Regions from separate parts of the Mus musculus genome. Here region 1 is linked to region 2. Evidence: chromatin contacts called from public Hi-C data. All regions are on one chromosome and are shown on one strand. The core of a region is the stretch at or near the end of the contact, and the rest is flanking DNA. Distances in the headings are between cores, read along the strand shown. Region 1 overlaps Gm33104 (predicted gene, 33104). Region 2 has its middle 16 kb from the start of Olig3.

Region 1 (4,924 bases), core at 1,558-4,057, 120 kb after region 2:
AAACGTGGGTATTTATAGGGAATAATATGATGGGAGTAACCACATGTGGGTGAAAAAGAAATGAAAAGTCATGGCGACACAGAGCTTGTGACTATCCTGCAATTGGGATGGGAAACAAACAAAGGGGTCAGAATTCTGCCTGTCAACACAGGAAGAAAAGCAGACTGCTGGCTGGAAATATTAATCTGATCTTGGATGCTGGTCATAGAGGCTACACTCAGGAAGCTGAGGCAAGAGGATTGACAAGAGTTCTAGGCCAGTTCTAGGCTACGGTGAAACCAACCAACCAACCAACCAACCAACCAAACAAACAAACAAACCTGTTGTGTTAGGAAGTTGACAGTTGTTGCCTCAGAGAGCATGTGGCAGTGTCTGCAGACAGTGAGGAGTAGCATGTCACTGGCATCTGGTGTGACATGGCCAAGGGTTCTGTAAGCATCCTAGAATGCACATAGAATGTACACACAGAGCAGCTGCCTACAACAAAGAAATTTCCAGGCCCAAGTGTCAGCTGCGCTTTAAAGCAGAACTCCACTGAGGAAGCCAGTCTTCTTTCCTTGCATGGTTATTTCCCAGTAACATGCTTGAAACATTCTGGCAATAGTGACAGACAGAAATGTGCTTAGAACATTAATTCATAATTATGAGATGATTGCGATATTTCTAGAATGGGAAATCAGATATTTAAATGCACATGTCTCTAAAGATTGGTATAAAAGAAATAATTAACATCCAAAGTATCTATGACTCTTAAATCACAAAACTACTACTAAATGTTAAATATTGGGCTAAAATACAGAGCACATTTCATCTTTTAATGAAGAGAATTCTTTCTGTAAATTACTAGAACTCTTAAGGAGTTGGAACAAGTACTATCCAAAGTAGACGAGGAGCCACAGAGTATGGTACAGGAACACTGGGGTGAGCTTGTGATTGCACTAAGCCTGGTCTCTGCTCAGTGACTGTATTGTGTTCAGGTCTAAACCCACAAGGGCATCCTACAAAAAAAAAGGGTAGATTTAATATAGCTTCATCACATGTGTAAAAGCAAAACAATTGGGGGGGCATATTCATTAAATGAAATATAAAAACTCTAACTTGCTCATTGAAAACTAAGTACTTGTAGAGGAAACAAAGACACTTTATTTTCTTATTCTGCAGGAGTATTTCTAATATAATAAGACACCGAGACTGTGTTTAGCTCAAAGTCTATATGGTTGACTCCAAAGTTCAAAATTGCTTTGTTAGATGTAAGCCTTTGTCCCTGGACGGACAGGCTTCTGTCTCTTAGGAAAGAAAATTAAGTTGTATTTTCTATGTGGTGGTTCCTGAATGCAGAATTTTAGATCCGCTTTAATAAAACACGTGGCTGTGTAAGATTTTATGTTAGTAACGGTGATGGAAAGAACATTGATTTATTATTATTATTATTATCATTATTATTATTATAGAAAATTTATGATCACAAATTCAGCATCTATCAAAGAGTTTGGCCACAGTGCACCAAAAAAGCCTCCACCTACTGGGCAATGTTACGACAGGGCAAGATAAAAGCAAAGCTGGTTCCCTTCTTCCCATCACAACAAAAAGGTCGATAAAGCACACACTTGATATCAAACAGAGCTTCCTGCTGGCTTCAGTTACCTGGGAGTCTGGAGCCTGTGGTTTGAGTAATGTTCTGTCCACAATGCCGGGCAGCAGAAGCATAGAGAGAATGTCGGGCTTCCAGCCGGCTGAGCGAGCGCCTAACAACTTCAGACTCATTCTTTATTCTCCATCAGAAACGATAGCAAATGTGTTAAAAGGAAAAAAAAAAGTATTCACCGATCTTCTGATGTTGCCTTTTTTGGTGCTAGGAATTGTGTAACAGAGGTGATCCAGACGAGGTGATCCGCCCTTGAGCTACCTTCCAGGGTCATGTAAGTTTGCAAAAGAACCGAAAAGGAAGAGTTTTGCATAGTTCCTCTTGAAAACAAATGGTTTTTGTTTGTTTGTTTTATGTTTGTTTGTTTGTTATTGTGGAAAATTCCTGAAGAAATAAGATAGAGGTTGCTGGGGTGGGCACTGCAGATGACCAGGTGAAAACAGGACCAAACAGAGTACACATGTGCAGCATAAGTGCAAACATTGTAACTTTTATCTCTTTGATCCTGAGAAATTTTGTCAAAGTAATGACGTTAATATTTTTAAACTCTATATTTTGGTATGCAATAGGACATTTATCCTAGAGTCCATAAGAATGATTTTTTTAAATATGAATGCTTATATCAGTACTAAAGAGGACTCTGCTTGAATCCTCAGGTACTTACCTCATTTTCAAGTGTATCAATTAAAAAGATTACATAATAGGTGCTCTGAGTGGACACATAATTTTCTCACCATTTCTAAACATTCCTACCAAAAGTATAACGTTTAGCTGCCACCCAAACGGTGGAAATGCATATGTACATCTGCGACTTACAAACTGTGTTTTGAGAAACGCTTGTGAGGGAATGCTGCAGCTGCTGATAGGTTGACCTTTAGATTAAAGGAAGGAGAAGACAAACAAAATTCTGGCATGACTGAAACAGAGTGGTAGAAGCCCCGGAGAAGGACCACCAGGGGGCAGCATCCTCAAGCGGTTGTGATGGGGTGAGGCGCCCCCCCCCCCCCCCGCAAGGTTGTTGGTTAGCTCCAGCTATTTAGAACCAGAACCGTTTTCTGATTTCCAAGTTAAAACCCCTAAGTACAAAAACATGTGTCCCCACCCCCAATGTGAAACGGACGAAATTCAAAAGCAAAAATAATACTTTATGCAGCTCAGCATGTACCCTACATCGTTCTGAGCGATGTACATGGATCAAGCAGCTGCCATGACAACCTTTGCAGTGTAAACACTGTTGCTAGTACATTAAAATCACGTGTGCATTTATATGATGCATTGTCTATGATTTTTAATTGAAATTTACAAATGAGGAAACCGGGACACAGAAGTTTATCACGTGCTCATGCCATACAAATACCAAATACCAAGTACCAGAGCTGAGATTCGGACCAAAAGCTCTGGCCCAGAGATCAGATCTGAGACTGAGCCAACAGACTGAGGCTCTCAAGGCAGTGTTTCCTTGTTGGCGCACTATCAAGTTCAGCTACCAGCGCAAGGTCCAACTTATGGCCTTGTCTGGAACACAGCTTCTGTGTGCTGAATCTCTTGAAAACACTTCCCCCGAAAGTTTTACCCCAACAATGCTGCTTTCTTCGTAATCGTGGCTAAATTCTCAGCTCTGGCCAACCAGCATTGAGTATCCAGCAAGGATTTTACTTTAGTAGTTCTGGTATCTTGTTCATCACAGATGGTTCTTCATCCCCAGCTAACCAAAACTACAGATCCTTCACACAAAATGTCCTGTAGAGTCTTTTCTTCCCGCTGACACTGCACAAGCTAGGCCTCCAGGTTTTTTTTTTTTTTTTACTGTTTGCAGCAAGCTCTTACAGAAGTGACTCAATGGCTTTTCTAGCCCCAAGTTTCACAGAACAGTTCATCCTCAAAAGCAGTGAGGACAGGAACTCAAACAGGGCAGGAGTTCATTCAGGGCAGGAGCTGATACAGAGCATGGAGGGGTGCGGCTTACTGGCTTGCTCCTCATGGCTTGCTCAGCCTGCTTTCTTGTAGGAGGCCAGGGATGGTGCCACCTACAGTGGCTGGGCCCGGCTCCATTGGTCACTAATTGAGAAAATGCCTTACAGCTGGATCTTAAGAGTCATTGTCTCAAGTGAGGCTCCCTCCTCTCTGATTCCTCTAGCTTGGGTCAAGTTGACATAAAACCAGCCAACATTTGGGTCTGACCTGCTTCAGGGATGTCTTAGTTACCTTTGTATTGTTGAAAAGGGATCATGACCAAATGTTTTCTCTTAGAAAAGAAGACATTTCACTGGGTGCTGGCTTACAGCTTCAGAGGATTGGTCTTTTGTCACCATGGCAGGGAGCATGGCAGCAGGCAGGCAAGCAGGCAGCTTTACATCCTGTTCCACGGGCATCAAGAAGACAGAGGGAGAGACACAGGGCCCAGTGTAGGCTTTTGCAGTCTCAAAGTCCACTCTCAGTAAGACAACACCTCCTAATCCCCCTAAGCCTTCTCGGTTTCATAACCTGGTGACTAAGAATTGAAATTTGGAAGCCCGCGAGAGCCATTTTCGTGTAAATCACCATAAGGAGAGATGGGTATCAAACATGAGAGGGGTCACCGTGCTTCTGCGGTTTTCTCAGATACCACAAGCTTGCACATCTCAGATCTCCAAGCTCCACATGGAGGGAGACCATGTTTGAGGATAGTATATCTATCTAAGGCAGTATAACATCTAAGACAGATATATCTAATATATGTATAATATATATCTAACATAGATAATATATGTATAATATCTAAGATAGGTATAACACCTAAGGCATCTGGGACTGAAATAAAAAATTTAGTAAGGGAGACTTGATTTTTGTGTTTTAGAAATGGAGAAAGGATGGATCCTATTTGAATGCTGAGCCAAAGTACACCTCTAGCAAGTGAGATTAGCCTTGGACATGTTTTTAAATAGTAGCATGAAAGATTAGAAACATGACCACCTTTAAGTTCACAGATGCTAGCGGGGAGGGAAAGCAAGCCTACATTTTGGAGTGTGTATTAGGAACAACATGTTTTGAAAAGTTAGCAAAGGCAAGTGAGGAGAGCAAGATGACACTAAAGAAAACTAGCATTCATCAAGACCATTACAGAGATGACAACTGCTTGCTGGTTAATGTTCATCTGGCTCAGACCAGCAGGTGCACATGTGTGGGTGCCAGAGGTCAACCTCCCACCATGACTCACTCTTGCTCCTGCATAGACCCCTATTATTGTCAATGAGAGAAACAGCTCGCCTCAACAAGATAAGAGATAGTTTATTCTAGAGC
Region 2 (4,689 bases), core at 2,155-4,654:
AATTGACTTACAATATTACTGTATTTGATTTGTAGCTGGAGAAATCGTTCCTTGAGCAGTTACGGGATCTTGCTGGCCTTGTAGAAGACCTGGGCCTGGGACCTATGTGAGAGCTCCCTGCTTACTGACTCCAGTTCCAGGGGATCTGATGCCCCCTTCTGGATTTCATGGCACTGGGTATGCATATAGTACACACATATACATGTAGGAAAACCATGCAGACACATAAAATTAAAAATATTTAAAAACGTATTATGTTTAATTTTAAACTGCATTGATTTGAGTGTCTTTGCTTTATAGATGAATGATAGATTCTAGACGGTGCTTAGATTAGTGGTCAATATGTCCACATTCTTTATTGGTATTTGGGCTGTAGTGCCTCTACCCAACACTTGCTTTCTAGTTTTGTGCACAGTAAGAACAAAAGCTGCTCATTTTCCTTGTATGAATAGTCACATTAAAAAAATGATACAATGAATCTCCCTTCCCATATCTATTAATTGAAGCCATCTCTAAAATCTACTAATCTTTTACATATGCATATATATTGTATATTTTATATATATTGTAAGGGCTCTTCTACATGCATTAAACATACCACTCATGTCCCTTCTTCTGTGCCTACTTTTGAGAGTGCAGAAAATAAGAAACATAACAAAATATTTTTAAATGAATTTCTGACTGTCCTTCTGTAAAGCTCTTCTCTGAGAGACCATCCTAGACTTCTCTCAGGTATAAAGGCTCCATGACTAAAGGAGCTACTTCCTTAACCAAATTTTACTGATTCCTTTAGAGATTATTTTGAACAATGACAACAACAAAACACACACACACACACACACACACACACACACACACACACACACGCAGAGAAACCCCCACAAAACCTTTGAGCTTTCATTTTAACCCCTTCATTTCTAAACTAATTTAGAAGTACCTAGAAAGTTAAACGTTTGCTTCCGGACATTTTGCCAAAATATGCAAGCAGAGTTAAGACTCACTCTAATTTCTACTGTTTCCAAAAGAGGTTTTGTGAACTTGTGGCAGCCTTATGCAGATGAACAGTGGTAGTGACCTGACTGTGTCCCCTGGTGCAAGCTCCGTCCCCTTTTTAGCCTCATTAATCTTCAGCCAAAACATAATTACTACTATAGAAAAAAAGCGAGTCAGACAGTTTATGATGGCTTTGAAAAGGGAAGCAGCTGAGGGTTTCTTTTCCCTCAAATAAATACAGGCTAGTTCTGAAACTAACAAGAATGCGTAGCGGCCTCCGAGAAGAAGTGAGGTTACATTTAATTTTAGTTTTTCTGGTATGGGAATAAGAAAAAGGAGTATGTTGTCAACTGTTACAATCCATGCTTGTCACTTCTTGATGCTGGGTGGTCCTTTCTGGTGACTAGAACTCTTGTGGGTTTTTTTTTTTTTTTTTGGATTGCATGGTAGGCCATCAGCCGACTCCCGGATTTCTGGGAGACATGGCTATCTCTCACACCTCCGCTGTATGCTGAACAACTAATTTAACAGTTGACTTGATTTAGAAAATAACAAAAACAAACATGTCTCTTAAATCTCTCATTCAAAGAGGTTGCTTGTTGTGGAAACCATGGAAGTTAAGACATTAAATTCTACTTTCTTGTTTTAAACGCGTTTTACATATATCACCACCAATCAGCTTGTAAATTTCTGTTGGTCCTCAATCCAGGCCTGTAAAGGAGCTGAAAAGTGTCTCCGTGCTCTCAAAGGACACACCTGTTATCTGAAACAGTTTTTTACCAGCTTGTTAAGTGTCTTTGACAGATCAAAGACCCCAGACAATAGGCACAAACTTTAACAATAGCGTAGCCTTGAGCAAAAAGTCCTATCAAAGCCAGGCCTGCGCCCATGGCATTCTGGCCTGCAACTGAAAATAAATTTTACTTGAATAAGTACCTCAGCCGATTAGAGGAGCTGCCTCTGCTGAAACAAAAGCAGTTGGGGATAAGTTATTGACTGCACTGACAGCCTGAATGAACTTCATTATGCCAGCCCACTCTTGGTAAATGTGTCAGGTTTTAAACTGAATTAGGTGGCAGGTGCATAGACCATTTTCCTGCTCCCCCTGAGACGGCAGACAGCCAATCATCACCTGATTCTACAGACAAATGTTTAGATTTGTTTTTCATATTGCACAGTCATAAGTGAACACACATTTAAATATCTCTTCCTTATCCTCCCTCACGGACATGTTCCGTTCCCATGAGCAGGTCTTACCCACATTTTGATATAGTGGGATTCATAAAGACCCAGGCTACCATCCTACCCCTCCCTCCCCTCCCTCCAGGACATAGGTTTCAGAGACTATTCTGTGTTTTCTTGTGGTTATTGGACTCTTGGCCTTGAAACCGTAGTGCCTGTTTTATTCTAAGCGTCTAACATTGAACGACACGTATTCTGAATCCAACCTATCCACCTTAAGAAGTTTTGAGAAGAAGGGACACTCCAATAGGCTTGAACTTGGAAAACGACACACTGAACTGGTGTTCCATCTGGGAGCTAGATTACGAAAGTCAGATATTTTAATGTGTATAAAAGGTTTCCCTGTAGTTAAGTCCAGAAAATTGCATCACTGACTGGTATTTCTCTACCCTGAAGCATCAGGACATGGACATATCTATCAATCCACGTTGCTTATGTACTTGGCATTTGGACATTTTTTGTTTTATGATCTTCCCTAGACCTATAAGGATAAATGCAAGATCAGCTAAACTTCGGATACTTTGGTGGCAGCTCTCATTACTTAATCATGAGAAAGGACTATTAAGACTCCTAAAAATGAAAATTTAGACTTCCGCTCAGAGAACAAGAGAGTTGGCGTGGATTGTCGGCTGCGGGCCCTATTAAAGTTAATGAGCACGAAGATGCCTTTTTCCTAAGTGTCTTAAACATTGGAAGCCTCCTCTCCCAGCAAATATTTAGCTTCTGAATAATCTTTTATTATTCAGGTTGAAGAGTTGCGCTTCCCTCCTCACATCAAGATTCAGGAGTAGAACTCCTTTCAGAGTTGTGAGCTCGACTTCTGAGAGATGAATCATGACACTGTTTTAAAATCTTGTATGAGAACATTGGACTAGTCTGTTGTTCTTGTTGTAACAGCTGAGCACAGTCTGGCTTGATGCTCTAAAGTTCTGAATAGTATTTGCTTCAAAATATTGTTCATCTGAATTCAATGGTTCATTTTTTTGATAGAAAGGATTTGAGATGTTTTGACGTCTAGAAAAGCAGTGGTATTCTACAATGTGTATGTGTGAATGTGGATGGCAGATACCGTCCGGAGTACAGAACAGGCTTTCCTTTAAGGCTGTCTGAAGGCTGCCTCCAGTTAACACAGAGAAGGGGCTCCACAACGGCTCTCACTTGCTGGAGCAGTTCCTCCCCCCCCCCAACCACAGCAGATGGTGTTTCATAGTTGGTCACAAATGGCTGTCAGCGAGTGTTTGTCTGCCTGCCAGCAACCTGTGGTTCAGGGACTCCCTGCGAGAGTGTACCAGCCTTGCCTCTGCTGGAAGCAGCATCTGAGAAAGTGATCTGTCCTTTCTTGTCAGGCGCAGAATGAGCCATCTTACTTTTAAAGTGTTGACAAGGGGGATATGAAAGAAGTAAGGAGAGAGACTGCCCGGCTGACATTACCTCAGCCTCAGCTCTTGGAGATTCATGCAGATGAATCTAAATGAGGGCTTTATGACAATGGTGTGGTCACCAAATACCATCTTGGAGCCATCTCACTTGGAGTACCAGCACTTCCTGCGGGGCCTTGCTTGAACCTGCCATCAGACTAGTTTTGATCCTCAGAGCAACAGATCTTCCTTCACCCCAGGGCCTCCCTAAGTCACACTTCATACCCAAGTGACCTTCAGTGGCACTGCCTTGGATAAATGGCGAGGGAAATCCCAAGAGTGGCAAAGGTTCCAGCCACCATCCCTTTGGCTTCTGGCATCACCCCCAATTGGAAAGCAGGTTGCCAGCCCATTAATCTTTGCAGATGTAATGCCTCCAATACACGGACAGCTACTAATGAACCAAAGGGAAAGAATGGAAGAAAATGAGAGAGTGAGAGGGAGACCCAGAAGAGGGATTTGGAAGGAGATGACATTTATTGAGAAGCTCTGATATATCAAGTGTTGTGGGCATGGCTGGCATCAAATGTTTGATACTCCCGCTAATGTTATCAGTTAGGCATCAGCGTCCTACTTTATGCTTGGAGATCTGAAAGATTCTAACTCTGGCCAATACATTTGAGGCTAAAGGCTGGTATGACCCTTAAACCCTGGCTTCACCACCTCACATTGCCCACTCCTTTCAGCCTTCATGTCCTTGTTTGTGAGATGGAACTAGTCTAATAATACTTGCTTTGTTAAGTCATTGTAAAGGGTAAAGTTGATAAGTAGCTACTTTGAACAATCTTGGACAAGAGCAAGCATTCTACAGTGGTGTGTTTTATTCTTTCCTGTGTTAATGTACTTCACACATTTGTTTTGGAGTCTGGCCAGTGGCCCCTTGCAAGCGAGTAACCTTTTAGAATTATCACTAGAAACATGGCCAGTGTTCCAGTTACCTGTTCCTTTGACATTATATCAGATGCTGAATTCTGAGTCTCTATTATAATTCTGTGTATACATATGCAAAGGGCAGCAACCTTTGTATTCCAAAGGA

What was found. Hi-C and Micro-C count contacts between places; a contact is called where the count stands out from the background.
Region 1: a contact with region 2 is called in a Hi-C map of double positive thymocytes, with 2.0 times the contacts expected there. The contact joins two enhancer-like sites. A contact is called at or near these places in 5 of 39 promoter capture datasets (the 3T3-L1 cell line, 3T3-L1-derived adipocytes, the C10 cell line and 2 more), 4 of 484 Hi-C or Micro-C datasets (the 63-12 cell line, the P5424 cell line, double positive thymocytes and 1 more), 1 of 115 datasets of contacts at active chromatin or transcription factors (embryonic hindbrain) and 1 of 9 other capture datasets (embryonic stem cells).

What each region holds. Positions count from the first base shown.
Region 1 is chr10:19,489,099-19,494,022 of GRCm38.p6, forward strand. It overlaps Gm33104 (predicted gene, 33104), which reads left to right. Exons shown (of 4, transcript NR_152784.1): 2 at 1,857-1,919. Among named protein-coding and RNA genes, the nearest start is that of Gm33104, 4.8 kb to the left of the region's middle. Within about 2 kb of position 2,808, at least 26 of the 459 cell types and tissues checked have an H3K27ac peak or open chromatin away from gene starts, as enhancers often do. A contact at or near this core is called in the P5424 cell line and double positive thymocytes, where this site is marked.
Region 2 is chr10:19,370,542-19,375,230 of GRCm38.p6, forward strand. No RefSeq gene overlaps it. Among named protein-coding and RNA genes, the nearest start is that of Olig3, 16 kb to the left of the region's middle. Within about 2 kb of position 3,405, at least 27 of the 459 cell types and tissues checked have an H3K27ac peak or open chromatin away from gene starts, as enhancers often do. A contact at or near this core is called in the P5424 cell line and double positive thymocytes, where this site is marked.